3 separate regions of the Sus scrofa genome follow, and all the other regions are linked to region 3. A link is a contact called in public Hi-C and HiChIP or PLAC-seq data. All regions are on one chromosome and are shown on one strand. The core of a region is the stretch at or near the end of the contact, and the rest is flanking DNA. Distances in the headings are between cores, read along the strand shown.

Region 1 (4,224 bases), core at 943-3,442, 450 kb before region 3:
ACCTCTCCCGCCGTGGTGTCCAGCGTGCAGAGCACAGGGCGCAGGTAGGTCGAAGCCATGTGGCGGTCGAAGACGTGCACGCAGCCCCGCTGGAGCTGGTGCCGCACCCAGTCCCGGTCCGACGGCTGCAGCTGCAGCATCTGCCGGTGCTTCAGGAGCAGCGTCTTCCTGTCCAGGCTCCGTGTGCACAGCGACGCCGAGGCCGAGCAGGAGGCTGGGAGACCGGCAGCGCTGGGGGAGTACGAGGCGGCAGCCGCGGACGACGACGACGACGACGAGGAGGACGACGACGAGGACGAGGCGGCGGCTGCCGCGGACAGATTCCTCTTCAGCCGCCCTCTCCGCAGCAGCAGGGAGTTGGCACCGCCACCGGCCCCGGGCACCGGGGCAGCCCCGCTGGCGGTGGGCTGTGGCGCGCCCCGCCGCCTTCTGCGACCCGTGCCTCCCGCCCGGCTAGGCAGCGGCCCCGGCTGCGCCTCGCCGGGGGCCTCGTCCCGCGCACCGCCGCTCGGGGCCGCCAGGGTCAGCGCGGGCTCCGTGCTCCGGCCGCCCCCGGCCCCCGCCGCCGCCGCCGCCGCCGCCGCCGCCGCCGGAGCCTGGTCCTCCCTGCTGGTCTCTGGGAGTCGCTGCGCCGTAGCCGCGGCGGCGGGCTCCATTGCAGTGGGGCTTCGCGCTTCCCCCCCAGCTCCGGAGGCAGCGGGCGGAGAGCGAGGCGGGGAGGCGAAGGTGGGAGACGGCGGCGGAGCGGGGAGAAGTGAGAGTCCAATGGCGTTCGGCACGGCCGTTCCAGGGGATTATGTGGCAATTCGGAGCATTCCGTCGGTGTCTCGGTGTTCCATCCCGCGCGCGCGCCCGCCCGCTGGCCTCACCGCCACCGCCCCCCCCACCACCACACACACACACACACACACACACACACACACACACACACACACACGCCCTCACACACACACGCCCTCCCCGCCCCGGTCGCGGGCTCCCCAGCGTAGGCCCCGCCCGTTCCCCCACCTCACCCTGGATAACCAGCCTCGAAATGGGCTCATTGAATATTAATCACGTGCCGGGAGCGGGGAGGCGGGAGGCGGGCGGGGCGGGAGCTCCTCGGGGTCTTCATGAATATGCATCGCCTGCATGACGGCATTCCAGAGAGGATAGGGGAGAGCAGAGGACGGCGGCGAGGCGGGGCTTCAGGGTAAACAAACGTGACGCGTGCGTAGAGGGCGGGGCTGAGGGGCAGTTTCCCGGGAGGTTCCTGCGCGGGCCTTAGAGAAGGGGCGGTGCCAAGACAGGGGCGCGCAGTGCACCTTGGGAGTTGTGGTTCTGGCGCGCTGATGGATGTGCCCGAGGGGAACGTGGCGAACTACAAACCCCAGAGATCCTTAGAGTAAGTCCCTCCTTGCAAACAGCAGCTGGCGATGGACAGTGGGTATTGTGCCCTCTGCTGTTGAACTCGGTGGTCGGAATGGTCTTGTTCATAAACTTATATCTAACCCGCCTACTCTCACTCCCCAGAGACTTTGTTTTTTTCCTGCTAATTGAAAGAGGACTTTGAGGAACTCTGAACTGTACGAAGGTCCCAGGTCCTTTGTCTTCACCTCCACCACCCATTGTTAAATACACATCCACAGCACAAGATAATTGGCAGTCAAAGCCAACCCTATTTACCCCCCCAAGTATTCAAGGCCAGGGAAGATAGGCAGTGTCAGCAAATTCTAACTTGGACATGCTTTGAACGTGCCTGGTGGAAATCGTGCAACTCCGAGCCGATCCTACATCTGAGGAGAAAAAAGGCAAGGGGCTGGGATCTCACTTTTCCCCATTGATCTTAAGGTCTGAAGTAACTTCATGACAGAGAAAGTGATTAAAAGTATAGGAAACGTTGGAATGGAGACACGGTGGAATAGGAGATGGGCAGGTCCTGTGTGTTCTTAAAGTTTTCTTTTTTTCTTTCAGTATTCAGAAAAAAAAAAATATCTTCTACGGCTACAGTGTTTAGTTGTAAGCTGCATTCTCTGTCAGTTAAAACAATATTTTAAGTAACTAGGGTAGCTTATTTTTAAAAAGAATTTAGTAAACCGTTTAAATTGAATTACCATTTCTCCATACGGTTTTATAAACTGAGTTTACTACGCATGCGCCTTTTTCAACTGCATACTATCCGGAACCTGCCTTAATTTCATTAAAGTTACTAAATTTGGGGATGAGTTGGGGATAGGGGCGGGTGTTGAGGAAAAAGGAAGGGAAAGAAAGAGAGGGAAGGAGAAAGAGAGAGAAACTGGAAATTGTAGCTCAAAGAACAAACTAATAAGCGCAGGGAAAGTTGTACTTAGATAATCTACACAGTTTCAGTGAACAGGATGAAAAATAAGTATCGATTCTTGAAGTTCCTGAAAATGATTTTCTATGTTTTTATTTTGAATGAATTTCCATATTTTTCTATTCTATATTTCCTCTTGTCCTCATGAAACTAATAATTATTCCATTTCAATTCAATCAACAGCACAAAGTTACATTTTTTAAATTAGGGAGAATGCAAATAATTATAAACATATGCCAGGAATTCTATTACAGCAGTTGAATAAATCAGATACTGTCCTTGCCTTCATAGAGCTTACACATAAGGAAGAAAGACATTCAACAGTGAGAGGGATGTAGAGGAGGGAAAAATACCAGATTCCATACGAAGCAGCAAAAATAAAACAAGGGGAACTAACCTAGTCTGGGAAGTCCAACAATAGAGACTTCACTTTGGATAAAATTTTATGGAATGAGTGAAACTGATTGCTTGCTGAAGGATCAGTGTCTGAGAGACAGTAAAGAGGCAGAGAAAGAGGTAACATTAAAGATGAATTTCAACTGCACCAATGCATTCATTACCTTGAGTAGCACATAACCCAAACTATCCTAAAAATGAAAAAAAAAATGGTATTTAAATTTAGCCTTCCTTTTAAAAGGTTTAAAAAAACAAAGAGCACATTCAGTTTCAGTACTAAAACATGGACTATTTATATTTCTTTATATTGGTTAGTTCCTTAGTTGATTTCCAATAAACCTCTTTTTTTCTGTATTCAGAAATATATATTAACTCCCATATATTTGCTTTCTAGAGTTATATTTATTCAGCTAATGTAACAAACTCAAGGAAGTTTGTTCTAATTGTAAATACTGTAATCATTGGCACAATGTCCATTTGCATCCTCTCTAAGAAATTATAACACTGTACTCAATCTAACTCCACATTCTGTTGTTTAGCTTTACACAGTTGCCACAATGCTGCCCTTTTTGCCTCTAGGAATTTTGTTTACGCTTAAATTTATAACCAAAAAAAATCCCCCAAGGGGGAAAATGAAAGTAAAAACATTGCCTGGAGAATTTAGTATTCAACATATTAGAGGGGGAGGAGCTGGAGAGTCATCATGCACACCTGTTAGACTTGGTTTGAGGGATTACAAAATTGGCAGGAGGAAGGGAATAATGAATAATGTTAAGGTATCTCAACACGAAGAAAAAGGAAATATATTCCAGCCTCAGAAAATAATGAGTTTGGTTTGGGGGGAGTTTTTTGGTGAAGAGGAAGAATGCAGAATATAATTTTTAGAATATAATAAACTATTTCAGGCTCAGTGACACTCATCTGAAAAACATCATATTTGCTTGTATCTAAAATAACAAAAACCAGAGTTGAAGAAAGAGCAGAAGAACAAGCGTTCACAGTGTGATCCATCCTTCATTTTACCTCCAAACCTTCAATAAATTAACTAAACTTGGGGGTTAGAGGAAAGAGAGAAAGAAAGAAGAGTTCATAAAAAATAGACAGTCCAGGAGTTCCCACTGTGGTGTAATGGGATCACTATGACGCAGCTTCCATCCCCAACCCTACATAGTGGGTTAAGGATCTGGTGTTGCCACAGCTGTGGCTTTAGTCACAACTGCAGCTTGGATCTGACACCTGACTGGGGAATGGCATCTGCCAGGGGCAGCCAAAAAAGAAACAAATAAATGTCCAAAAAATAAAAATAAAAACAAATTTCAAAAAAAAAGGATAGACAGTCCCTTGGACACCAACTGGAACCTCGTAGTTGAAATAACAATGATAAGGGCAATGAAACTTGTTTGCTAGTATCATGAAACATCATCCAGACCATCCAAGCCAACCTACACTGTACAGTTTCTCTGAACAAGAAAAGGATTTCAGTTAGGGACAAATATTTTCCAGATAGTGGC
Region 2 (4,195 bases), core at 957-3,456, 350 kb before region 3:
TTGGGATTCACTGTCCACATTACAAGGAAATAATGGGCTGATTCTTGAAAAAGGAAAAAAAAAAAAAAAATGAAACCCACCACATATGATGTTCTCCTATTTTTTACTTTGCAACATTTGCAATAAAGCACGATTCTTAAGCCGTTTTTCCATTTTTTTTATTGCTGTTAATTCAAGGAAAAAAGGTTGCATAAAATCCAATCTGTTCTAGAAATATAAGTGGCCTTTCCAGTACATAACATTTCAAATATCAAAGTATATGGTAAACATACAAATAAGGAGAAGGTAACATACCTCCTATGTACAGTACAGTCTTTTAAATCATAAAATAAGCTCCATAAAGTACAACTGGCAAGTGATTCACAACGCGGTCCATACGGGGCTTATCAAAACTCTCACTTGAACAACTCAACTGCAGCTTAACAATTAATTTAATAATGTGGTCCAAAAATACCCAGATCAAATAAAATATATTTAATCAAAATAATTTCCTTTCTCAAACTTTGTTTCTCTTTAAATTAAAGCTTTCATCTACCCTTTCACCCCCCCCTTCCCCTTTAACTCCCACCCCTGAAAGGTTTCAAAATGTACATTGGTGCTATAAATATAAATGCTACCTATGAAGCATTCCATGAAGCTTCTTTCTTCAAGTGTTTCCTTTTGTCTAGCAATCTGTTGGGCTCCTGAACTGAGACCAAATATTTAAGTTCCTCTGCTGTGCACCAACTTGACCCTAGACAATACCCATCTGTCGTTTCTGTTCTGTCTTGAGGGTGGGGCCACAAACCCAGCCCCACCCCTTAACCTGTGACCTACAGTGGCAGTTGCTCACTGCTGTTGAACGAAGCAGCCCCCAAACTACAGCCCATCTTCCAGATACCTCAGTGCACTTTAGGAAATCAAAAATTACCTGGAAGCAATTTAGTACATAGATTGGCTTTAAAAAACCTTTTGTTTTAAACAGCAGCATTAAACTTAGTGACATGACACTGACATGATTAATACCATCTTAACACACTCAAAATTCAGTCTTTCACATTATAACCAAGCATAGTGGTAAACTGTTATAAAAGTGACTTTGCTACGAGAGACAGGTTAGGGAACAAATAAATACCTGACTTTTGGAGAAATGCAGAGCTTCTGTTCAGATTGCAATAAGCCGTACACATTTTAGACACAACGTAACACTGTAACAGGTGGTATAGGAAAAGGAATCTTGACTCAAGTGTCTCTTTTCGGTGACACAGTGGCAGACTACAGGTAATTGGCTGTTGACTTTCATTACAAACACAAACACACGGAAGAACCACACTCACACTAGTTTGTTCACTTTATGTCTCTCTGAAGCAACAGGCTAAAAAAGTATGATGAAGTAAAAAGTCTGTTTTTTAAGAAAAATCTCTTTGTCCACTTCCTACATCATATTTTCTGTTTCATATGGTTTTACTTCTTCCTTTCTCTTCCACTTATTTTAGTTTTATTTGGACAAGCGCTGCATATATGTATTTATGTGGTGCTGTTTATTACATATATACACACTATTTGGGGAATTTTATTTCTCCCTTACAATTAAGGTAAAATATTTTATTTACCCTCAGTTTATATGCAGAGTAGTTTACAAAGTGTGGACAATGCAATGCCAACCACTCCTGCAGCCACTGGAAAGAGTGAGGGTGGGGGAGAAAAGTGGAGTTCAGGGCAAAAGTGATAAAAGCTGGGGAAGAAGCAAAGTTTTTTTTTTTTTCAAAACCATATGACTGTCACCAGTGTTATAAAAAAAAGGTCAAATACAGTTTTAAAGATTCAGTAAACATTGCACACAGCAAGTATTCAGTGTAAAAAAAAAAAAGCACGCATCAACAATTTCCTTTTGATAGTTTGTCTGGATGTTTAAATTACATGTATCATACAGATAAGCCTGTTGTTGAACCAGGAGACCAGAGGCTCAAAAGCAATGCATTCTTTTTTGTTTTGGACGTCGGGACAAGAGAAATGACAAATCCCAACTGCATGGAAATCTAGGAAATGTATAGACAAAGAAACACAAGCAAAATACCTTTCCTTTCCTCCCCTCCACACCCCAACCATGACTCCCCACACTTCAGTGTATTAAGTAGGCAAGCTTTACTTGTTTCAGTCTGCAGAATCCAACGTATCATTAGAAGGGGGGAGGGGAGGTGCGTATCTCAGTCTGTAAGTGCCTAAAACGGGAAAGACAGAACTGCTAAGTCACTGCGTACAAGGCAATGCATCACAAACCACTACAAGATATCAAAGGGGCCTGCTCCTCCGGCAGCTCCCACTGCACTACTGCGACTCCCCAAGGGTCAATAAAGTGACTCAAAAAGGAATAGGAAGTTTGTGCTTTAAGTTCAACCGAAAGCTTCCCAACTCAATTCTCCTTTAAAAATGTCAAGCACACACTCCCAATTTAAGACTTTTTTTTCCTGTGTAAGATCTGGCAAAATGACAAAGCATAATGGGGGAGTGAAAGGTAACAGTTTGAGGTCTACACTGAAATTGATATCTTCCTCATACTCATTTATGAACAATTTCTTTACTCTGGTGCTAATAATATTAAACTTATTTCAAATTTCCTTCCTCCCACAACCGGTGCTTAAATACTTTGTTCCTTAAAATGTAATAGCATTTTTTAAAAAAAGTCTGCTGGGAAGGAAAAATGTAGCCTGGGGAAAACGCATGAGGCCAGCTGGTTGTGAACAAATATACTCAAATAACTAAAAATCTTTCGTCAGACTATATCACTTCCTAGTTTTTCAGTATTTAAAAACTTGGTTTATTCCATGAAATCAGATTGTAGCTTTAAAAAAAAAAGTGCTGCTAGTAAGAGATTTGCAAATTCCCACTATATTCCTTAAAAAGTGCCTTTACGGTTTATTCCTTAATTGGAAACTGAATTTCTTTGAACTTCCCTGTGCCTCGTGACCTGGGTCTACACTAGGTTTCACCATTTGCATTTTAAGATTTGTCACTGAAAGCACAACATCCGTAAACGAACACACAACAGCTCTTTCTGCTACAACAGATTCACCGTGATCAGTAAGGGAGGGAGAAATGGGCACATCAAAAACAAGTCCTCTGGGAGCTCTCATGATTACCTTGTTGACTGGCCTCCATGGACGACTGCTTACACTCCTGCGCATAGTGTCCGCTTACACCACAGTTGTAACATGAAACGTTCCCATTCTTCTTGGGCCCCGAACCACTTGTGTTGGCAACTACGCTAGGTGGATACACGGGATAGAATCTCCCAAATCCTGCCATCTGCTGCATGCCATAGCTGGCTTGGCTCCCCATGACTGGGTCGTGCACCAGTCCGTTTGCATATGGAGTCTGAGGCAGAAAAAAAGGAAGTTGGTTTCCATTGCTCTGATGTGCTTGGTTGAGGTAGCTGCCATTGCAGATGGATGGCAGGGTAAAGAATGACGGGACTCGGTACATTGGTCCGGGCATCGGATTAGGGTAATAGTAACTATTTAGCTGAAGGTTTCCATTGGTCCCACAGCTGCACCTTCGCCCACAAGAACCACAAGGACCTGAGCCCACCTGCTGTGGTGGCAATATCGTCCCGTTAGCGTTCGTGTTGCCCACGGCACTGATGTATGACGTGCTGTCGCTCTGAGCTGTGCTGTGGGTCAGAGCAGGGCTCGGGCTGGGCGCAGGGCCGGGGGTGTGGGTGGGAACAGCAGGGGGGACAGTCGCCTGGGCCTGGCTGATGCCGGTGCCAGCGGACGGCACGGACGTGGCAGCTGTGCTGAGCACGGTGGAGCTCTGGCTGGGTAGCACGCCGGCGGCCAGCGGGGAGCCCGGCAAGGTGTAGGAAGCTGGTGGCTGTGCGGCTGAGAGGCCGGCTGCTGGGAGAACTACCTTCACATTGGTAGGCTGAGGGACTGGCCCCGTGTTTCCCTCAATTGGAGGCACCATTTGATTTAGTCCGACCACCTGGGATGCAGATTTGGTGATGGGGTCCGTGGTAGCGACAGGGGATCCTGGAAAACTACCGGGGCTGTGGACAGGAATAAAGGCAGTGTTTGGTGACCCGACACTCAGGCTCCCAGTTGGCTGCTGTGGGATGTTAACTGTGCAGCCCTCGGAAGATCCCTGTGGCGGTGGCAACTTCAGCCTCTGAATGGTTAGGTGCAGAGCAGGAGCACTACTGTGTGGAAGGAACGTT
Region 3 (4,034 bases), core at 1,438-3,937:
TCAAAATAAGGTAGACTGAAAAGGTTAAGAAAGTCTTTTAAATAAAGTTAGGAAGTCAGGAAAAACCTATTTCTTCATCTCAATATAGTAGAAAAACATAGATGCAATTCATTTATGTTCAACAATAGGCCAGGGACTGTTTAAATTGTGAGGAATATAAAACTGTCTCTCAAGAAGTGACTATCTAATGGAAAAAAAATGATATTGTTAACAAATCAACTATAAAGGAGTTAAAAGCTACCGTTAAGGTGTGAAAGTAATATAATCAAAGAACCAATCAACTAAGCCTGGGGAGTGTGGGAAACATTTACAAAGATAACATTTTAGCTGGGTTTGAGGAAGCAGTTAGAGCTTATCAGGTAAAAATCATTATTAGATAGATCAGAAATCTTAAAACAAACAAAAAAAGCCAACTACCTAACAATTTTGTTACACTGCTCTTTGTTACATTTTATAGTCTTAAAGGTCACCGATGAGAAAATCTTTTCCAGAAACGGAAGATTATCCTATAATATTGACCAAGGAAGTTACACCTGCTGGGAAAATTCCACATTCAAGATAGAAATCTGTTTAAGGGTGTTCTTGTCATGGCGCAGCGGAAATGAATCCAACTAGGGCAACCATGAGGTTGCAGGTTCAATCCCTGGCCTCGCTCAGTGGGTTGAGGATCTGTTGCCATGAGCTGTGGTGTGGGTCACAGACGCGGCTTGGATCTGGCATTGCTGTGGCTCTGGCGTAGGCCGGCAGCTGCAGCTCTGATTAGACCCCCAGCCTGGGTACTGCCATATGCTGCGAATGCAGCCCTAAAAAGACAAAAGACAAAAAAAAAAAAAAAAAAAAAAATCTGTTTAGGATTTACCTTAAAGGAAAATGCACTCCTTGAACTTTCACTACTACATCTAAGTTAGGCAATCTAAATCTCTGGCACTATTCAAAAGTATAGACAAAAAATAATCAATTAGGCTACAATTTAAAACGTGTATATTTAACATTTATTAGTAAATTCCAATTGGCCTCACATAACACACTAAAACATCTCATACCATTAGTAAGGTAATATCTAAGATGCCTCTCAAAAGGGGGTTGCTGGGAACCTAGTATACATCCTTGATGGCACGTTTTAAAGCCATAAGAAATGCTTATAAATAAATGATGAATGAGGTAGATGATTACTGTACACTGCTAAAAATGACTATAACAAGGGAAAAAAAGTTAATTCCTAACTTAATGTAGAGAAGAAGGCCTGTGAGCTGGTGAGCTGCAGATACACTGCAGGTAGATAGAATTTGCCCGCCCTCCACCCTAGGCTTCCTAAAATTCTGGAAACCTACTGAAATTACGGAACTGAAATGGAATTAAATTGAGTTTATTTAAACAGAAAAAATTTTACCAGCAAAAAACCTAACTTTTAAGTAAGTCATCCTAAAGACAAAAGGTCTTCAAGTGGATCTGACTTTAAGGGCTAGCAACATTTCCTATTCTTTTCCCTCTTGATTCTGAGTCAAATAATTACTGCGAACAATTAAAGGAACACTTTTTCCTGGTAGTGGTGATTCAGGAGATTGTCGAAAATGGAAAAATGATTAAAGCGATAAACCAGGTTGCAAAGAAGTCTTTCTGGAGTCACGTAAAGCCAGTGAACTGGAAACTCTGGATAATTAATAGATACACACCAAGAGCGGAGCCAGGAGCAGGTGCAAGTCCAGCCAAGAGTTGGAGGCGGGCAGAGAACAGTCACTGCCATATCCTTTTGCTTCCACCACGAAAGACTACCCCCAACCCGAACCGTCTCTCTCTGAAACGTCCCTAATACTCAGTACCCGCCCAGAGGTACCCCCTCCTCCACAAGAACCTCTTACAATCCCAACTGCCCAGACAAGAGGCAGGCTGCTTTCACTTACTGAGCTGTCCCCCACCCGATGTCGTACTCGGCTCCCGACCTCCTGCGCCTCCAATGCCAGCTGCTCCAGGGATTCCCGGCGCCCCCATCCCAGGCGGGGTCCCACTCTGCCTCTCGAAGTTACCAGGATTGGAGAAGTAGTCGCGCAGCCGGGGCAGCTCGCGGCCGCTCTCCAACAGCTCCGTGTGCAGCTCCAGGGCTGTCAGCAAGTATTGATCGCGCAACAGCTGAGCCGCGATCGCATCAATTGACAATCTGGCGGGGGTCTCCCCGGTGCTCCCTAGTGTCACTGCAGTCGCTGACCCCTCCCCAGGGAGCCCTGGTCTTGCACTGCTTCCTAAGGCCACGGGATCCTGGGGCGATAGCGAGTCTGCAGAGCCAGGATCTAGGCCGCTCCCAGAACTGAGCCTAAGTCCTGCCCGCCGCTCGTCGGTCGCTGAAACCTCGTCGTCGTCCTCGTCTGAATCGCTGAGGAATGGATTCACGCCGCCGCCACCACCTCCAGGCGCCATCGCCGCCATCTTACACTGTCAGGAGTGTGGGCGCCTCCCTGTCTGGATCAGACAGGCCGCAGCCTGAATTCCAGCTAAGCTTGAGCAGGCACTGTGCACCTCCACAGCCCCGGCCTCACTAGGTCCCGCCTCCTCACCTGGAGACAAGGCCCAGGCTCGGAGGCAAATGGTCCGGATGCAGCGCAGTAGCAACAGCAGCAGCCGCTGCCTTAGCAGCAGCTGCACCAGCAGCCGGGCTCTGCAGGCGTCTTCCTGGTCCCCAGTCTCGCGAGAAATGGCGCGGGCCCTGCCCCTCTTTCTGCCCCAGCCCCGCCCCTCCCCGCCCCGCCCGTTCTCAACCCCAGCCAGCAAAGATTGGGAGCCCCGCTCCCAGCTCAGAGGCAAAGCCCCTCCCCCACTCCTATTTTATTGGCCGATGGAGGGGGGCGGGGACTGGAGTTACGGAGTACGGGCCCAAGAATTATCGCGAGAGCAGCTCTGGTCAGGTAAGTATCGGGGGCGTTCCACGATAAGGGGCAGTTATGACGGTGGCCTAGGAACGTTCTCTTGGCTTTCCTTTCGGGGACCTAGGGGAACTCTGCTACAGAGCTGGATCGGCCTTCGCGCTGAGAAGACCTCATTCCTGAGATCAGGCCTCACCTGGATAAGCCCAGGTAAAGTCAGGGGACTAGAGAGGAGAGGTGTGGTGGTTCTGAAGCTGGCCTCACGGCCTCTGACGCGCTGCTTCACTTTTCCTTAGGATACTTCGCTTTTTCTTACTGTGTGCTGCTAATGACATGTTCTCCGCAAGTGTAGCAAGTGCCCAGGGCAGGGGCAGCAGTCTGAATGTGGCTTCTGTTCCTTGCTTTCTCACCTTAGGCCTGGGGACCGCCTACTTACCACCGAGTTAGAGGTAGAGCGGTATGCGGTAGGGTGAGGGTATGGGAGGTGGAGGGAGTAAATAGAAGACAGAACTCAAAGGTTTGGTTGGGTAAAGTTATATTCCATTGAAGCAGTAAAGTATCTCCTTTAGCTCTGTGAAAAAATACAAATAGAGTATTCTTTCATATCCTTAGGGCACGTTATTGGTTCATGTAAATGTATGCCAACATTTAAATGTAGGCTTAATTTCAGTTTACCAGACTCGGTAAACTAAAATTTCATTGGAGTGAAGTTTTGGGTTTTTTGTTTTGTTTTTGGTAGAAGTGTTTTGATGTTGTTAGTAGTAAGAATTTGAAGTATTTTTTGAATAGAATATTAGCTCCTAATGTTTGAATTCTAAATTGTTGTGTGTCTGCCATATATTGAAGAAAAGCATGGGGAAAAAAATCCCAGATCTTAGGGAAATTATGTCAAAATAGGCTACGCGCTGTCCTGTTACATATTTCTTAGCAAAAAAGATTGCTGATCCTCATTGTAACTAAGTTTGTCAGAGAGATTGAAAATGGAACCAATGTAATGGAGGAATGGTAGGGATTAGGGAATGTCATGGAAAGGGCATGATTAGAAATGGATTGGCTATATACAGCATTTCCATGTCTGTAATGCGGCATTTTAGAAATCTTTTGTATTTAAGGTCCCTGCACTTAGAGTCCTCCCTTCAAGGATTATGCTTATTGAGCTGAAGAGCCTAAAGCTCATAT

What was found. A called contact is a pair of places that touch in the nucleus more often than the background predicts. HiChIP or PLAC-seq counts read pairs in DNA pulled down with a chosen protein or histone mark.
Region 1: a contact with region 3 is called in a Hi-C map of skeletal muscle, with 2.8 times the contacts expected there. The contact joins the promoter of PHLPP1 here to the promoter of KIAA1468 in region 3. A contact is called at or near these places in 4 of 47 Hi-C or Micro-C datasets (embryonic fibroblasts, heart right ventricle, liver and 1 more).
Region 2: a contact with region 3 is called in an H3K27ac HiChIP or PLAC-seq map of alveolar macrophages. The contact joins the enhancer-like site here to the promoter of KIAA1468 in region 3. A contact is called at or near these places in 3 of 5 promoter capture datasets (fetal liver, fetal skeletal muscle and liver), 4 of 47 Hi-C or Micro-C datasets (embryonic fibroblasts, omental adipose tissue, retroperitoneal adipose tissue and 1 more) and 2 of 2 datasets of contacts at active chromatin or transcription factors (alveolar macrophages and skeletal muscle).

Annotation. Positions count from the first base shown.
Region 1 is chr1:158,861,451-158,865,674 of Sscrofa11.1, forward strand. PHLPP1 (PH domain leucine-rich repeat-containing protein phosphatase 1) reads right to left here and starts at 2,193. Exons shown (of 17, transcript XM_021099624.1): 1 at 1-2,193. The coding sequence starts at 656.
Region 2 is chr1:158,964,680-158,968,874 of Sscrofa11.1, forward strand. ZCCHC2 (zinc finger CCHC domain-containing protein 2) reads right to left here. Exons shown (of 14, transcript XM_021099630.1): 13 at 3,120-4,195; 14 at 137-2,201. The coding sequence ends at 2,134. Among named protein-coding and RNA genes, the nearest start is that of ZCCHC2, 55 kb to the right of the region's middle. Within about 2 kb of position 2,207, at least 6 of the 83 cell types and tissues checked have an H3K27ac peak or open chromatin away from gene starts, as enhancers often do. A contact at or near this core is called in alveolar macrophages, fetal liver and subcutaneous adipose tissue, where this site is marked.
Region 3 is chr1:159,314,988-159,319,021 of Sscrofa11.1, forward strand. KIAA1468 (lisH domain and HEAT repeat-containing protein KIAA1468 homolog) reads right to left here and starts at 2,688. Exons shown (of 29, transcript XM_005654481.3): 1 at 1,902-2,688. The coding sequence starts at 2,421. It overlaps PIGN (GPI ethanolamine phosphate transferase 1), which reads left to right and starts at 2,747. Exons shown (of 28, transcript XM_021099782.1): 1 at 2,747-2,897.